3 separate regions of the Mus musculus genome follow, and regions 2 and 3 are each linked to region 1. Evidence: chromatin contacts called from public HiChIP or PLAC-seq data. All regions are on one chromosome and are shown on one strand. The core of a region is the stretch at or near the end of the contact, and the rest is flanking DNA. Distances in the headings are between cores, read along the strand shown.

Evidence for each region. HiChIP or PLAC-seq counts read pairs in DNA pulled down with a chosen protein or histone mark.
Region 2: a contact with region 1 is called in a BATF HiChIP or PLAC-seq map of CD8 T cells, with 17 read pairs. The contact joins the enhancer-like site here to the promoter of Malsu1 in region 1. A contact is called at or near these places in 2 of 39 promoter capture datasets (cranial neural crest and macrophages), 9 of 484 Hi-C or Micro-C datasets (B cells, CD8 T cells, Th1 cells and 6 more), 14 of 115 datasets of contacts at active chromatin or transcription factors (the 230-238 cell line, CD8 T cells, the SCID.adh cell line and 6 more) and 3 of 9 other capture datasets (adipose tissue, embryonic stem cells and pancreatic islet).
Region 3: a contact with region 1 is called in an H3K27ac HiChIP or PLAC-seq map of embryonic stem cells, with 10 read pairs. The contact joins the promoter of Gpnmb here to the promoter of Malsu1 in region 1. A contact is called at or near these places in 5 of 39 promoter capture datasets (cranial neural crest, embryonic stem cells, frontonasal cranial neural crest and 2 more), 5 of 484 Hi-C or Micro-C datasets (CD4 T cells, embryonic fibroblasts, embryonic stem cells and 2 more), 7 of 115 datasets of contacts at active chromatin or transcription factors (the SCID.adh cell line, effector CD8 T cells, embryonic stem cells and 2 more) and 3 of 9 other capture datasets (adipose tissue, liver and pancreatic islet).

The regions. Positions count from the first base shown.
Region 1 is chr6:49,072,514-49,075,102 of GRCm38.p6, reverse strand. It overlaps Malsu1 (mitochondrial assembly of ribosomal large subunit 1), which reads right to left and starts at 1,308. Exons shown (of 4, transcript NM_029353.1): 1 at 1,000-1,308; 2 at 1-17. The coding sequence starts at 1,237.
Region 2 is chr6:49,127,451-49,130,039 of GRCm38.p6, reverse strand. The region is part of intron 5 of Igf2bp3 (insulin-like growth factor 2 mRNA binding protein 3); the gene reads left to right. It also overlaps a transcript of Malsu1 not described here. Among named protein-coding and RNA genes, the nearest start is that of Malsu1, 55 kb to the right of the region's middle. Within about 2 kb of position 1,284, at least 10 of the 459 cell types and tissues checked have an H3K27ac peak or open chromatin away from gene starts, as enhancers often do. A contact at or near this core is called in CD8 T cells, Th1 cells and Th2 cells, where this site is marked.
Region 3 is chr6:49,035,205-49,037,793 of GRCm38.p6, reverse strand. Gpnmb (glycoprotein (transmembrane) nmb) reads right to left here and starts at 1,276. Exons shown (of 11, transcript NM_053110.4): 1 at 1,002-1,276. The coding sequence starts at 1,071.

The DNA.
Region 1 (2,589 bases), core at 59-2,558:
CTTGGCACCAATGTGATCTGAAAATGCAGAAACGCTTGTGTCAGATGGCTGAGGAGAATACAGACCTACATTTGTCTACAGAAGCAGACTGACACGAAGTCTCCTGGAGACAGTGGAACTGCTCCCCCTACAAGTGTATTTATATCTAAAATGCTTTGGTGAACACTAGGCAGGAGGATCCCAGGTTCAATGTTAGGCTGAGCAACTCAGAAAGACAAGGTCTAAAGATTTTTTATTTTTAAACTAAAAGACTGAAGGTGTGCTTCAGTGGTGGCATGTACGTGGCCCTGGGTCCAACCCCTAATACCATCTCCATTCAAGACAAACTAAACCAACCAACCAAAAACCAGCTTAAAACTGAACCCGGACAACAGTTCCCTAAAGCACTGCTCAGCTTTCCTAGGTAGAAGGTTCAGATTACGGACACTGGATACTGCGATTACCAAACGGAAGCAGAAGCAAATGTCTTTCTATTTACTAGTACTGAAAGGAACAACACTCCACAAATGCAGAGATGCTACACAACAACCAGCGGCATGATTTGAGGGAGAGGACAATATCCTAGGGCACACGTTAAATCGAATCGCAGATTAAAAAGGTTACTTAACTATACTGTATGGTAGGCGGGTTCTCAAGACAATACCTGGTCCACAGCCTTCAACAGATATGAAGAAACGAGGCTGCTAGGACTAGTGCTACTAAGACCAACCAGTCCACCTGCTACGACCCTGGGCAGATCGTGAGACGGGGTGGATCCTGGGCTGTGAAGCCAAGAGCCGGATGTTGCCCGCTCTATGACTGGAATTTTGACGACAACACGCTACCTTAGCCTCCCTCTAGGACTCTCGGGTACGCAAAGCAAAGTTGGTGCCGACCACCTCCCAAATCCCTTCCAGCTCTGCGTCTGCGCGAATGGCTATTTCTCTTGCCCCCGAAGCGCACAGGAAAGCCCAGGGCCGCCTGGGTCAGGCCGGGCCACCAGGTGTCCTGCCCGCGTACCTGCGGGTCCGGGCTGCAGGCGAGCGTCGCCAGCGGTCCGCTCCTCGGGCTGAGGCCCATGGTGCAGGCCGCGCGTTAGGCTCGGGGTCAGGCAGGTCGCGGGCCTCGCGGGAAGCCATCGCTCTGCCAGCCGCGGAAGCCAGGGAACCGAAGCCATTGCGGGGCCGGCTCTCTGGAAGACCGCCCTGCGCCACAGCAGCGGCCATAAACGCCGCGCGGGCGACCAGCCCGGACCCATAGCTCTCGCCGCGACTTCTCTGGGGGGAGGTGGTGGAGCTTCCGGGCGGCTCCGGGATTCTACGTCACGAAGTGGGCGGGTCTGTAACCGGAAACGGTGATTTAGACGGATTGCCTGGGGAGTAGTTTAAGGAATGAGGAGGACCGTGTGGATGGTGGTGGCTTACGCTTTTACTTTCCGCACTTGGTAGGCCGAGGCAGATCTCTGAATTCAAGGCCAGCCTATTCTACAAAGTGAGTTCCAGGACACCCAGGGATACACAGACAAACCTTGTCTCTCTTTTTTAAAAAAAAGAAAGGAAAGGAAGGAAAAGGAAAAAAAAAAGTGAGCCCAGATAATCTTTATGGGGCTGGAGAAGATGGCTCTATGGTTAAGAGCACTATCTGCTCTTTCAGAGGTCCTGAGAATTGATTCCCAGCAACCACATGGTGGCTCACAACCACCTATAATAGGATCTGATGCCCTCTTCTGTCTTGTAGGCATACATAAATAAATACATCTTAAAAGGAATTAAAGGGTTCCTACCTCTCTCTCTCTCTTTCCTCTTCTTCTTTCTCCTTTCCTTTTCTCCTTCCCTCCCACTTTCTCCAGCCCCTTCAAACCCTCTCTAGCTCTCTCCTTTCTGTTTTTCCTCTCCCCCAAATATGCAGAAATTAACCCTGTCAGATAGGAATTAAGTATTTTTAGCCATTTCCCACTGTCCAAAAAACAAAAAAGCAAACAAACAAAAAACCCTAAATTCAAGAACTAGAAAGATGGCTGAGCAGTCAAAAGTACAGACTGAATTTAATTTCAATGGTATTAAATGCCCTCTTCAGATGAAGTGCACAAACATATTGTACAGACATATAAGTAGGCAAAACACCTGAACACATAAAATTAAAAACACAAAACAAAAATGAATCATACAAAAAAGAAGAAAAAAGTTTGAATGGCGGCATCAGGTATGGTTGATTGCTTTCAAATGAAAGATATGGGTCATTAAATGAAAATCTCAGTGCTGGGTTTGGGATACTATCATCCCTACATTATTGGTCAGGGCAGCTATGGGCCCACCTAAAAACAAGTGAGGCTATTTTGGTTGTCTCCCACAACTAGATGGTAAGACCATACATATTGGTGAAGACAACACTCCTTGTTTTCAAGCTGAAACTAATCTAAAACCTTCTTACCTGCTGCCCAGCTTTCATGGAGTCAGGAGGTGGCATGCAGGTCACTGGGGGAGAAAAGCCATCAGTGGACTTACCCTGAGTGATAATTCCAATGCCAGGCCAGATGCGCCCACTGAGTCAATAGTGCATGAGTTATGGGGTTAGCCAGCCAACCACCTTCTGATTAGATCTGAGCCCTGC
Region 2 (2,589 bases), core at 35-2,534, 55 kb before region 1:
CCAGTTCTTTGTCGTAGACTATGTAAAGGTCAGTGAAGACCTTTATGTGTATTCTGTGGGTTGGACTTAGGTCATCAGACGTGTGCAGAAAACACCTTCACCCACAGAGCATCCTGCTAGCTCCAGACCTATGTTTTTAACTGTGTGATCTTCATAGAGCTTAGACTTGCTTGAATTGTGTAACTGCTTCTCTATATTCTCCCAGGGCTTTCTGAAACCTTGCCAGTCTAGCAGGAGAAAGTGGTTGTGGTAATTTTACTTAATTTCATAAGTGAAATTGAAGCTTTTAACACGTTTAACTTCTTAGTTTTCCTTGTTTGCATATTTATTTATTTATTTAAATTACAACCTCTTTTATGAGACCTTGAGCATTATGTTATTGTAGGATTGTAAATTCAATGTTTTACAAGTTGTGTTCTTCAACTGCCATGTAAGAAGAGCAGGAAGATACCACCTCTGAGGTCATGTTGTCCAGCCATTCATACCTGTGGTGATAGAAGCAAGTGAGCACAGGCTTAACCCTCAGGAAACTCGGAGGCCAGTGAGGGGAGCATCTTATGTTTACAGTGAGCTGTATGTGTGGTTGGTAGAGCCAAGTTCCTGTTGCATGGAACATACAAGATAAGCCTGGGAGTTTTGGGGGGGGGGGGAGATGGCTGGATGCCTGTCCTGTGCTTATGTCTCTGCCTTTTTTTTTTTTTTTTTAAATCCCTTTAAAGCTATCTTTCCTTTTCTACCATCTGGTGATTGTGTACACTCCCAGCACTTGGGAGGCAGAGGCAGGCAGGACTCTGAGTTTGAGGCCAGATTGGTCTATGAAGCAAGATCTAGGACAGCCAGGGCTACACAGAGAAACCCTGTCTCTAAACAGCAAAACATTCTACCATCTGATTGCCATCCCTGGTTCATCCTCATCTCTAAAGTGGGAATCGCTGTTCTCATAGCTCACAAAGCTGCTGTAACTAAGCTCTTCCTTCTAAAACACTTAACTTAAAAGCTAGAATGTAGGGCTGGAGAGATGGTTCAGCGGCTAAGAGCACTGACTGGTCCTGAGTACAAATCCCGCAACCACATGGTGGCTCACAACCATCCATAACGAGATCTGATGCCCTCATAAGTACAGCTACAGTGTACTTACATATAATAATAAATAAATCTTTAAAAAAAAATGCTGGACTGTGGTGAGAGCTCAGGGGAGCAGCCATTGTGTTCCTCCACCATGTTCCTAGGTGCTGGAAATTGCTCAGCTGCTCTTCAATACACTCTGCTGCTGTAGGGAGTGGTTCACCATCAGTCAGTTCTAGACCTTGGTTGTATTTGAGAGGAGTCCTCTGATACAGCTTTGTCTAAGACAGATTCCACCTTGGAAATTCCTGCCACCTGTGGCTAAGAAACTTCAGAGATTGTAGCACAGGTATTAAAAATACAATACCTATTTTAAGCTTAAATCTTGTATTACTAAATAATGACATAAAAGTTCAAAAGATATTTTAAAAACTGCTCAGTACAGAGAGGCTTAGGGCTCTGGCTCCTCTCTATCTTCCTGTCTCAGGGAAGCTGAGTCAGAACATTCAGATGTGGCTTCCTGAAGGGTTTGTGTGTATGAAAAAGAACTTTCTAGAGTGTGTATGCATGTTGATCTCACACACTCCTTTGCTTATACATCCTGATTTCTGTTTTTGTTAGAGAACACAACGCAGACAAGGATGTAGCCCAGTTGGAAGAGTGCTTGGGGTTTGGTGGTAGCCCTGCATAGATGGGTATGCTGTACACACCTGCCATCCCAGCAGCTCAACCTTGGTGCACAGCAAGTGGGAAACCACTCTACATGAGAGTCTGTCTCAAACCAAAACAAAAACAAACAAAAAAAAAAACAAACTCTCAGGGCTTTGAAACCATCCTTGCAAATTGCTTTGGAGCTCATAAAGACGTTACCATTACAAGTATTCAAAGTGTTCAAAGTGGCTAGGTGACAGTAGCACCTGCCTTTAATCCTGGCACTCAGGAGACAGGCAGGCCTGATCTATGGATCAAGTTCCAAACCTACACAGAGAAAACCCCTTCTCAAAAAACAAAAACAGAAAAACAAGCATTCAGAGTATCTTGGCTAATAACTATGAGGAGGAAAATCCCGTGTAGACTTAAAAATTATGTTTATAAATGTATTATGGCAAAGAAGTGTAGAAGACTGATAAAAGAGGATTGTTGGTTCTGGGCTAGCCTGAGCTATATAGCAAGACCCTGTCTCAATTAAAAAAAAAAATCAAAAGAAATAGAAGTAGACCAAACAACAGGACAAATTTCATGTCATTCAGAAATGTGCACTGTTAAGATTTCTATCTTTTAATCTTACTCCTATATATTGTAGCTTTCAAAATTAGTATTACTGCAATGCTTTGTATGCTTTTTTTCTTTGTTTATTTGCACATGTGCATGTATGTACATGTTTTTCTTTTTTCTTTATTTGTTTATTTGCACATGTGCATGTATGTACATGTTTTACTGTATATGGAGAGGTCAGACGACAACTTCCAAGACTCATTTCCATCTTTCTATCCTCTGGGTCTTAGGTCTGGGTCTTGGATCATT
Region 3 (2,589 bases), core at 27-2,526, 37 kb after region 1:
ATTCCAAGGTCAGAGTCCCCTCTCTCTGTGAAGGCACCACACCTAGACACAAGATGGGCCGTTCCGTTTGTCAACCCGCTGCCTGCCATCTCTGGGTTTAAAATCCAAACTCAGAGGTGGAGTCTCAGGCAGGACGCCCCAAGTCTGGGGCATCACTGGCTTTGAGGATCCCTGGTTCGGGGCGCGGCTGTGATGGGGCTGGGCTGCTTGCCCTTTTGCCTGGCAATTCTTGGGTGCAGGGACCACAGCGGTTCCACTCTGCCTGGCCTGGGATCCACCCCAGCCAGGACAACCTACCCGAGGACCTGCCTTGCACAAGAGAAGGCAGGGGGTGACGAGATACTCCTCTCCTTTGGAACTGCCTGGCAACCAGCCAGGCGGCCACATTCGGGGTAAGGCAAGGTTCTGGACCGGGCTGGTCTCCGGCCCCTGGAAGTGAGGGGCCTTCTCTTTCCCCTGCTCACTAGCTCCGCTAAGAACAGGACAGCTACACCCTGGTCAGGACAAGGATGCTAGACCAGTATGTCCAACACTGAAAGATGCCTCTGCCACTCACTAGGAAGCTTTGTTAGTAGGGCCCCTGCCATAGAATCCGCCCAGGGTGGAGCCCCTCAGTATCTGCATAGAGTCCTCAGTATCTGCACTGAAGCAGCAGTTGGCCCTGCAGCGAGCAGAGGATGCGGTGGGATGGGGGAGTTCCGCAAAGTTAGCCAGAGCCTCATTTAAGAGCTCCGCCCTGTGAGCAGGAAGCAGATAAGGGTGATTTGGGAGACTTGCTTTATTCTGGGGTACAGGCTGTCCTCCCCTTCCAGCCTCAATCTGGCCAGAGTGGAAAAAGCTTCCAGGGGCCTCGTGGCTTTTGCTCTCCGTGAGTCCTAAGCAAAGAACACACTCCCAGCATTTGGAACAGACCCTGTCTGCGGACCCCCAAACTCCAGTCAAAGGGCCTGGCCCATCATTTGGGTCAACGAGTGTAAGCGCCCAGAGAGGACGGGACTCACGCTTGGCAGCCTGGAGAGGCAGTCCTGCAGCCAGCAGCAGAAATCCCAGGACCCCGCAGAGACTTTCCATGCTGACTCCGAGCGCCTGCAACCAGTCAGGGCTTGACTCTGACTCCCCAGTCCCATCCACCAGGAGTCACAGTGTCGGCCTCCTGCGATCCGCTCTGTTTTATGAAATACGGGGCCAGAGGGAGATCATGTGATGTTTTAAGCAGTGTGGCTTGATCTCCCAAATTCCATCGCTTAACAACTCGTGCTCATGAGTCACTTGCCCCTGGCATCTATTTATTGACTTCGGATGCACGGTGTTTTCATTTTGTGATGCCACATTTGCTCCTCCCCCCTTTCTCTCCCTCCCCCTCCATCTTTCCTAGCTTAAAGGGAGCTTTCTAACATCCTGTTCTGACATTCTTTACCAAACGAAACCTGGTCGTTGGTGGACTTTGTGGTTTCTCTTTTGTGTCACTTCGGTACTCACACTGAAACATCTTTCCAGAATCTGGACAGCCCGCGTTCTCTTCCCCCAGAACAGACAGATCCAAGGTATCATTTCAGTCAATGCCACTGTGCTGTGCATGCATGCATACAAACATTGCATGCTATGTCAGAAATTGCAAGTTCGGGACAGCCCACGGGCTTCAAGCAGAGGAGAAATGTACCCCAAAGCTAAAGTTTCTGGCATATCGACCTGGCTCTGCAGAATGCCCAGAACGAACTGCATCATTTTTGGTAACTTCTCTAAGATAGCTGCTCCAAGTAACTTCAGGCGACTTGTGGGAAGCACACTTGTATTGCCAAAGAGCAAGCATTAGGTGTGAAATCACCCGTCTCTGGAACATAAATGTCATGTGATTAAGCTGTTTCTGGTTGTAGACTGTGGAAACTTGGCCCTGTGACCCTCTCACTGTCAGGACACATCCCTAAGACTGTTTTCTGGGCAGGAGAAGTCTTGGTTGTGGCACACAGTGACTTACAGTCCATTGTAATTCAGGGACCAGAGCTCCTGTGGGGGAAAACCACGTGGAGCAGAAGTGGACGCAACCACAAAGAAGCAAAAGTCTCCAATGCAGAGGAGAAAGGGAAAGAACTGCTTTTGTGTAACATAAATCATATACAGAGCTCTGTCTGCTTGTTTACACACATGTAACCTTTCAATTAAAAATGAACACCCTCTTCTGGTGTGTCTGAAGACAGCTACCATGTACTCATAAGTAAAATAAACAAACATGTCGGTGAACTCCTTCAGTCCCAGCACTAGAGAGGCAGAGGCATCTGGATGTCTCTAAGTTCAAGCCCAGCCTGGTCCTACTTAGCAAGTTCCAGGGAAGCTAAGGCTACAGAGTGAGTCCCTGACTCAAAAACAAAACAAAAGTAAAAAAATCAGAAAAGCGAGCTTTTGTGCTGGTACGCTTGTTCAGTAGGTGAAGACATTAACCTACCAAGCTTGAAGATCTGAGTTTAATCCCTGGAACCTGTGTGGTGGGAAGAAGAAACTAACTTTTGCAAGTTGTCCTCTGATCTTCACACAAGAGCCGTGGCATGTGCCCTTATCCCCAACCCCCAAGCAAATGTAAAAACTGAAACAAGT